Regions from separate parts of the Mus musculus genome. Here region 2 is linked to region 1. Evidence: chromatin contacts called from public Hi-C data. All regions are on one chromosome and are shown on one strand. The core of a region is the stretch at or near the end of the contact, and the rest is flanking DNA. Distances in the headings are between cores, read along the strand shown. Region 1 has its middle 49 kb from the start of Tmem26. Region 2 has its middle 79 kb from the start of Gm32931.

Evidence for each region. A called contact is a pair of places that touch in the nucleus more often than the background predicts.
Region 2: a contact with region 1 is called in a Hi-C map of CD4 T cells, with 3 times the contacts expected there. The contact joins two enhancer-like sites. A contact is called at or near these places in 6 of 484 Hi-C or Micro-C datasets (B cells, CD4 T cells, embryonic stem cells and 2 more) and 1 of 115 datasets of contacts at active chromatin or transcription factors (pancreatic cancer cells).

The regions. Positions count from the first base shown.
Region 1 is chr10:68,672,211-68,676,406 of GRCm38.p6, reverse strand. No RefSeq gene overlaps it. Among named protein-coding and RNA genes, the nearest start is that of Tmem26, 49 kb to the left of the region's middle. Within about 2 kb of position 2,571, at least 60 of the 459 cell types and tissues checked have an H3K27ac peak or open chromatin away from gene starts, as enhancers often do.
Region 2 is chr10:68,900,053-68,903,854 of GRCm38.p6, reverse strand. No RefSeq gene overlaps it. Among named protein-coding and RNA genes, the nearest start is that of Gm32931, 79 kb to the right of the region's middle. Within about 2 kb of position 2,259, at least 8 of the 459 cell types and tissues checked have an H3K27ac peak or open chromatin away from gene starts, as enhancers often do.

The sequences.
Region 1 (4,196 bases), core at 1,322-3,821:
TGGAAAAAAAAAAGATTATTTCTACAAATTTAATCATAGGCCACACAGATGGCTTTGACCCACAGTCTGGTAAGTCCCTGTCATGGCCGAGGCTAAAGAATACAGATGAACTTTGCCCTCCCACATTGCATTCCATGGCTGTGTATGTGAAAGGTGTGGTGTGAACACAATCTGATCATCACAGATACATATTTTGGAAGCATACAAATTTTTCCCCCAAAATTTATTTATTTATTATGTCTATAGCATTCTGCCCGCATGTTTGCCTGTGGTTGCTGGGATTTGAACTCAGAACCTTAGGAAGAGCAGCCAGTGCTCTTAACCACTGAGCCATCTTTCCAGCCCATGTGCAAGTTTTTGATGTATGTTCTTCTCGTCTTTTAGAGACAAGGAAGATTTCGTATAGTCTAGGCTGGACTCGAGCATTCTATGTGGAGGAGAGTGGTGTTCCATTTTTGATCTTTGCTCTTCCACTTCCCAAGTGCTGGTTGGCAGGTATGTACCACCATGTCCAGTTTTTATAGGGCTGGACATCAAACCCAGGGTTTCATGCATGCTAAGCAAGCACTCTGAATTTAACTAGATCTCCAGCCGTTATCAATAATTTTAGGCCAGTGTTGGTATCCTTTGGTCCAACACGCAAACAAATGACAGTGTTTTTAAATTAAATTGTGTGTAGATCTAGACACACATTGGGTGAGCCTTTTCTCCGTAGTGCTCAGCCATCTATGTGCCTGTCTTTCACTTTTGGTGGATTGTTACCCATGAGCAGTTTGGAGTATCTCGAATTGGCAATTTTGAAAACCTGAGTCACTAAATTATTTAAACAATCCCAATAATGACATGAAGCTATAACAAAGTATATCAATCAACACACCATCAAATTTTGTCAGAGAAGAACCTTTAAGCTACATGAGGTGACACATGTCTATAATCTCAGTACTTGACAGGCTGGTGAATTCGAGGTCAGCCTGGACCAAATCACCAGCCTGGACCACATGGTCAGACCCTGTCTCAGAAACAAACACAGCAAAACCAGAAAAACCTTTAAGGATTCAGATGCTAAACTTGAAAACCCAAATGTCCTCATGGAGAACAAAAACTATCACTTGCCTCCTCTGAATGAGATGCATTTGCTCACCTTGAAGACCATATTTAAATACCCAGGTCAGGATAATCAGCCTGTGTCCTATTGCCTCAAGCAAGAAAACTGTTCTGTGGAAAAGAAAGCTACCGAGCAATCAACAGTTTTGACTTGGATATTTTTTGTTTGGTGTTGGTTGTTGAGGTTAAAAAAAAAATCGTTTGTGATTCGACTTCTGTAAACTCGTCTCTCCTGCTGCAAACTCCCGAGTGCTGGGATCAGAGCTCTAAACTCATTTTCTTTTTTCTTTTTCTTTTTTTTTCCTTTCATAGCCTTCTAGTTTAGTCTAGCCTAGTCTAGTCTATTCCATTCAACCCCATGTCTTTGCATCCCTAAGTGTGAGGGCACATTATACATGGATGCCTTCCCTAGCGTATGATTTCATGGCCCTCCATTGCTTCACGCCCAGGTTTGCATGCATACACTCACACAGAAAAAAAAATACAAATTCTATAAATATTAATTTTTTTTAAAATGTCTGTGTATGTATCTGTGTGGGTTTTGGTGCAGGAGTGTGGTTGCTTTGAACCACTTATTTTTATGGCTGTGACACAGCGTCTGTCTAAAGCAACTTAAGCAGGGAAGGACTTCTTTTGGCTCACTGTTTGAAGGGATACAGACCATCACCATGGGAAGCCATGCTGACAGGAGAATGAAGCAGCTAGTCACGTTACATCTCCAGGGAAACAGAGAGAGATAAATGTGGGTGTTCAGCTCATGGTTCCCTCTTTATTCAGACTAGGACCAGGGATAATGAGATGGCGTGACACACATTTAGATGGGACCTACCTCTCTGAAAAATGCCCTCACAGGATAATACAGAGGTAGGGCTTCTGGTTGATTTTAAGTCCAGGTATTTTAACAGCGAAGATTAACTATTATAAGCTGTATCTTTCATCTTCACGTCCCCAGATGAAATATTTTGCTGTGCATTCTTGAATGTTAATTAAAGCTAACAATAGCAGAAACTAAGATCTCCAGCCACTGACCTTCTCATTATCATTACTAATTACACCACAAAGACACTGCCTTCCTTCATCTATAAATGAGGATAGCTGAGGCTGTAGAGATGGATCAGTAGCTAAGAGGACTTGTCACCTTTCAAAGGATCAGAACTCAGTTCCCAGCAACTGCAAGGTAGCTCACAACCATCCCTCATGGGCTCTGCAGGGTCACTGTGCACAGACATGTGCTGGACACATAAAATAAAAACAAGCCTTTCAGACTAACGCTGCAACCCTTGCCTAATGCACACCATAAGCTAAGGAAAATATGGACTTTCCTGACCACAGAGTCGTACAAAGCTGACATGGCAAAAGAACTAGAGGGCAGAATGGAGTTTCCAGATAAGGATATGGTAAGATTGCTCTAGGTTATTGGGGTGAGCCTAATCGAATCAAGTGAGCCATTGAGAAGAGAGGAGAGCTAAAGGTTCAACACGTAAAAGGACTTGATCTTTGATGTCTAGCTTTACAGAGAGAGAGAGGAGCTGGTTAGTCATCAGAGGCAGGTAGCCTGTACTTATTGAGAAAAACATCTACGTAATACCCAGGAAGGAAGCAGAAACCACAGTCCTACGGAATGGGGCTCTGAGAACCGTGTAAAAAGGCTCAGAGTTGAACCCAGCCCTAGAGCCTCCTGCAAGCAATTACACCATGTACAGCTTTGATTTCAGCAGCTGAGATAGATCTGAGAGCCTGCTGAGCTGAGCTGGGCCCAGAACTGTAACATGGAAGATAGCTACAGTTTTTAAACTACCGAGGTTTTGGGTTTTTTTTTTTTATTTTTAGTAATTAGCCTAGGAAGATGAATACATATGCAATGTAGCACTTATAAATGAAAAATGTCAGGTAAATATGCGCTCCCATCATTTGATACTGTGATCTAATGGAGACTTTGTGTCATAGAATGTACTGAGCTAATGTCGCATCTATTATAAGAATGATAAGGCTGACAGGGGAAGGAAGCAAGGCTTAGCTCATGAATTTAGTTTGCTTTTCAAATGCTTAACGTTCAGGCTGTCTCCAGGTCCATGGAGATTTGGCCTCCCTGAATACAGAAAGGTTTGATTAAAGCTCAAGTCCTCCTAAAAGCTTTTAATAGCTTTTCTTTAAAAAAAAATCCCAACCCTCTTTTTTGTAACATTCTTCTAAATGTAAGAAAGCACAAAGATAGTAAAGAAACAAAGGAGATAAAATTGAATCAGAGGCCCCCCTAGCTTCTCCATTATTCAAAGCACTCAGTGAGTTATAAATGATTTAAGGATGATCCAGCCAGGATTCTTTGCGTAAATAGTTTTCATCTTCCTGATTACTAAGCAGGAGAGAGAAGAGTCTGTGTTCCCATTAACAAAGGCTTTGAATTGTCTTTTGCCAAAAACCATGAGAACGTATTTCTTCCTGTGTAGTCTATTTTTTAATATGGAGGCAAATCAAGAGAACAATTTACAACTTTATCACTACTTTTATTGGACAGTTATGTGATGCCAGCAAGTGGCCAAGCATTCTACAGAATACAGAAACAGGACCCCAAGTACACAAACCAGGATGTAAGTGAAGCCGGTCAGCATAAGATACCACGAGGTTCAAAGCCAAGCCTTAGTGTTTGCTCATAATGGCACTGAGCATGAGGGGAGTCTAGACCCATAATGAGCCTCATAAACATTCATCGATTGTGCTAGGCTGAAATTTGACTCCTCCAGTGAAGAGAACATGCGTAAGTAGATGGGCGAGCCAGCCGTAACCCAACACTCACACCAGCTCGGGAAAGAGAATGAGATAATAATACACTGTAATAGCTGGCCCTTGTCATCTTTGAAATAACATGCAAGCGTTTATTAGTCAACCACCCCCGCCATGCTGTGGGAAACACAAATACTGCTTTTCTGCCGAAGAGCCTAAGAAATTGTGGTTTCGAGCGCAATCATTTCGCCTGGGCATCTCCCATAGAATTTCAACTAGAGAGTAGATAATTATTGTCCTCTGAAGCCTGAGAATATTCCCAGCAAATCTGGGGGCGGGGAAATATAAGACATTGGAGGGAGACATAGTAA
Region 2 (3,802 bases), core at 1,010-3,509, 230 kb before region 1:
AAATTTACACACACACACACACACACACACACACACACACACACACATTCATTTGTGTATGCATGTGCATATGCATGCATGTATATGTATGTATGTGTATATGTATGTAGATATGCACATATGCATGTATGTATGTGTGTATATGTATATACATTATAGGTGCACATTCATGTGCAGTTATAGGTACCTCTGAGGGTAAGCTAGAGGAGGAAGGCCTCTGAGCACCCCTCTCTATTACTTTCCACATTATCTCTTTGAGATAGGGTCTTTCACTGAAGTTGGGGCAGAGCTGGCACCCAGCAAGCCCGAGCAATCCTCTTGCTTCTGGCCCTTACGGTACTGTGGTTATAGGTGCACATACAACCATGGCAGGATTTTCACATGGGGCATGGGATTTAAACTTAGGTCCCCTGGAAGAGCTGCAGGTTCCTTACCCACTGAGCCAGCTCTCAAGGCCTTACATATGCTTGTATTTATGTTCTTCACATTACTCACTGGCTTTCTTCGTGGCATACAAACCAATCGTGCCCAGTCCTTTGCTTATTTTCAAATCCATGCACGGTGTCATTGTATCTTCATGTCCTTCTGGGCCTTGCAATACTAGCAGACTTAACCCCATGTTTATTGGGTGACTTCCAGGCTGCAGCTGAAATCCAAATGAACACGATAAGTTAACAACTGAACTGCTGCTTTTTCTAGACACATGCCTTGCTGCAGGTTTTAAAAACGTAGATTACAATTATTCTTTCAATTGTGGGAACCTGAATGTTTTACAGGAAGTTCTTTAAGGGATCTTAAAATAGACTTGTCAAGAGTTGGCTTCAGTGTCAGAGCTGGCCCTGTGTTCATTTATTGGAAGGGAAATGCTGGAGCTCAAACAAAAAATCATAATGCCTTGTACCACATGAGATAAACAAACAACTGACTCTGAAATTTATGGTTTTACAGGTGTCTTGTTAGAGCTGGTTCTGGAAACAGAAAGATGAACCCAGACTCCGGTGCCATCTAGTGGTCATGTTAGTTCCTCTAGAAATAAACTCCAGTGCAATCCAGTGCTGGGTTTTTGACTCGTGGGAGGTTTTGTGCTTTTATGATGTGCATCTCAAGTATGAATTCAGTTGTATTAAGAATGATGCATGTTAGTAAATGCCCAGAAAATCTGTGAGCGCCAGCCCTCTTTGGAGTGTAGCATAGAAAAATGAAGATGTTGTGTAAATAATAATTACCACAGGTTCATATAGCTGTGTGATACCTAAGACGTGGGCCCATATTTATTGCAGATACCTAGAGGCAAAGAGAACTTCTGAATCCTGGCCAGCTATGTCACCATTTGAATATGGAACATTTGAATATGCTCCCTAAGGGAGGGATATGCTTGTTGTGTTGAATGCTTCCTCCTTAATGCTGGCTTTGGGAGATTCTGGGAAGATGAGTCCTGGTTGAATGAAATCATCGGATATGAAGACATTTCTTATTGCCAGGTTACTCCCTCCCTCTTTTCTGCCTTCTGTCCACCATGAGATGAAACACTTCCGTTTTACCACAGCATGCCCGTGACAGCTACCCTGATGCTCTGCAGAGCAGCAGCTGGGGCCAGGGTTGGAGAGAAGCAACCATGAATAGAACACTCAGAAACCATGAGCCAAACATACCCATCTGCCCCCAAATTGTCTCTACCAGGTAATTTGGACCACAGTGAGGTCAAAAGTAATAGAGAGTATTAGATGATTCAGGCTCCGAGGTATTGTCAACAGAGGACTGCCCACCTAACACAGTTATTTATCAAACATCTCATGTCTGTACAGAGCAGCTTCCACACCTCTGGCTGCACAGGTAGTTTTAGGTTTGTCTCAGCTACCTAGAGTCCTTTCTTGCTCTTGCCATCGACTTGGTGTGGAGCCCTTTGCAGAAGACAGCTGGGTCATTCTTTGGAGAAGCCTTGGGGTCACTCTGTGATATTACAGACCACAACCCCCAATATCTAGTGAGAGGAGTTCGAGATGCATCTGAGACAGGGTCATGTAGGTGTAATATTAGGCAAATTAGATCCAAATCTTGAGAGTGACACCCCCTGACTTCTCTGCTGATGTCAACTTTTCTAATTTGTGTGGTAGCTTTTCAGACATTTGCCTCCCAAGCCTTATGAGGATTAAAAGGGATAATGACATATCTAAATCGCTCCATCTGAGTGCCCAATACATGAGAAGTGAGCCACTTACCTCTGATCTCACATGGTCTAAAGAGCACCTCTTATTTCTAGCCTTCCATTGTGGCGCTTCCTGTTTCCCTTTGCTCTCTGTAATCCAGTTGTACCCACGTTGAAATACTTAACATTAGAGATATCCAAAAACCCGGATGACTTGACAGTACCTATTCATGGCAGGGGACAAGGAACATTTAGATATTTTGGAAATCCATTGTTATAAAGCTGCAAGAATCACCCAGGAAATGAAACCAAAAGTCAGCTTACATGAGACCAAGCCATATTTTCAGTGTCATAGAACAACCATCCACGCACTAACTGTAGCACACCACACACCAAAAGCACTCTGCTCTGAGAATTCAGTGAACCCACATCCTGGCTCCAATCTCTCATTCTGAGAGTATAGTTTCTCTGTTAAGTTAATGAAAAACAAGCTCATGAGACTTGGATTCTGTTCCTTAATTTGAAAACAGTGTCCGAAAAAGCTTGGGAGACGGCTTGTTGATAAATTCCAAATGATATTCTACCCTAAGCCGGTAATAAAATGATAGTGGTGGTGGGAGACGCTGAGACACAAACATATTTCTATTTGTCTCTAACGAATCACGGAGTCTTCAACCCTATTTATTCATTCGCCTCCCAGTAGCCCCCCAATTTCAGGCCAAATCCTCACAAAGAAAAACACTGTGGACTGTGTGTCATAATCACATCTGCCCTTGGAACACAGGGTTCTATTCCCCAGATATTAGACTGAGATGGGGAAAGTCATCTTATTATCGAAACTGCTTCTCTGATTCTGTTCTTCCCTCTTAACAAAAAAAAAAAAAAAAAAAAAAACTCAGGCAGCTTGGTTGGATTGTGGCAAACCTGTGTTACCCAAGTCCCCTGCAAGTGAAGAGATCTTTCTTCTCAGCTGTCTGCCTTCTGTTCATGGGCTATGCTTATGTGATACCCAATCTACATGCCACCCAACTTATGTGCACCCAACTTATGTGCCACCCAACTTTTGCTTATTTGCCTTTAAAACATGTTTGGAGGGTTAGAAGGAAAAGAGTATAGGGCAGTAGTGGGGAAGAGTAGATGAAGAAGCAAGGGAAGACAAGGTTTGGTGGGTATATAAGCTGAATATTAAACTCCCCCCACCCCCTGTGTGCGTGTAACTATCTGGTGTCTAGCTGGTACTCCAGCAGTGTTCAAAGTAAGACTCCTCTGCAGTAGTCTTTATGTCTCTTTGGCTAAGAGACTGGGCTCATCTGGGAAGCCTCCAGAGGCAATAGGTCATATCCACCACTCATGCCCATGTCCACCCTGACAGCTACACAAAAGAATCATGTCATCACTGTGACCTTTTGGGGGCTGACCTAATAGAACACTGTGTTCTTCAGAGTTGTTAAAGATTGGGGAGTGTGCAACCAACCCTCCCCAGTGCCACCGAAATACAGAGTGTCTGGTGTGAAATCGTGTGTGTGTGTGTGTGTGTGTGTGTTGTGTGTGTGTGTGAGACAATCACAGCAATACTGAGAATTCGTACACCTTCGCTGGCTTCCTTCATGCCAAGTGCCATGGAGTGATTCTCCTTACCAGAAGAGAACATTCTGA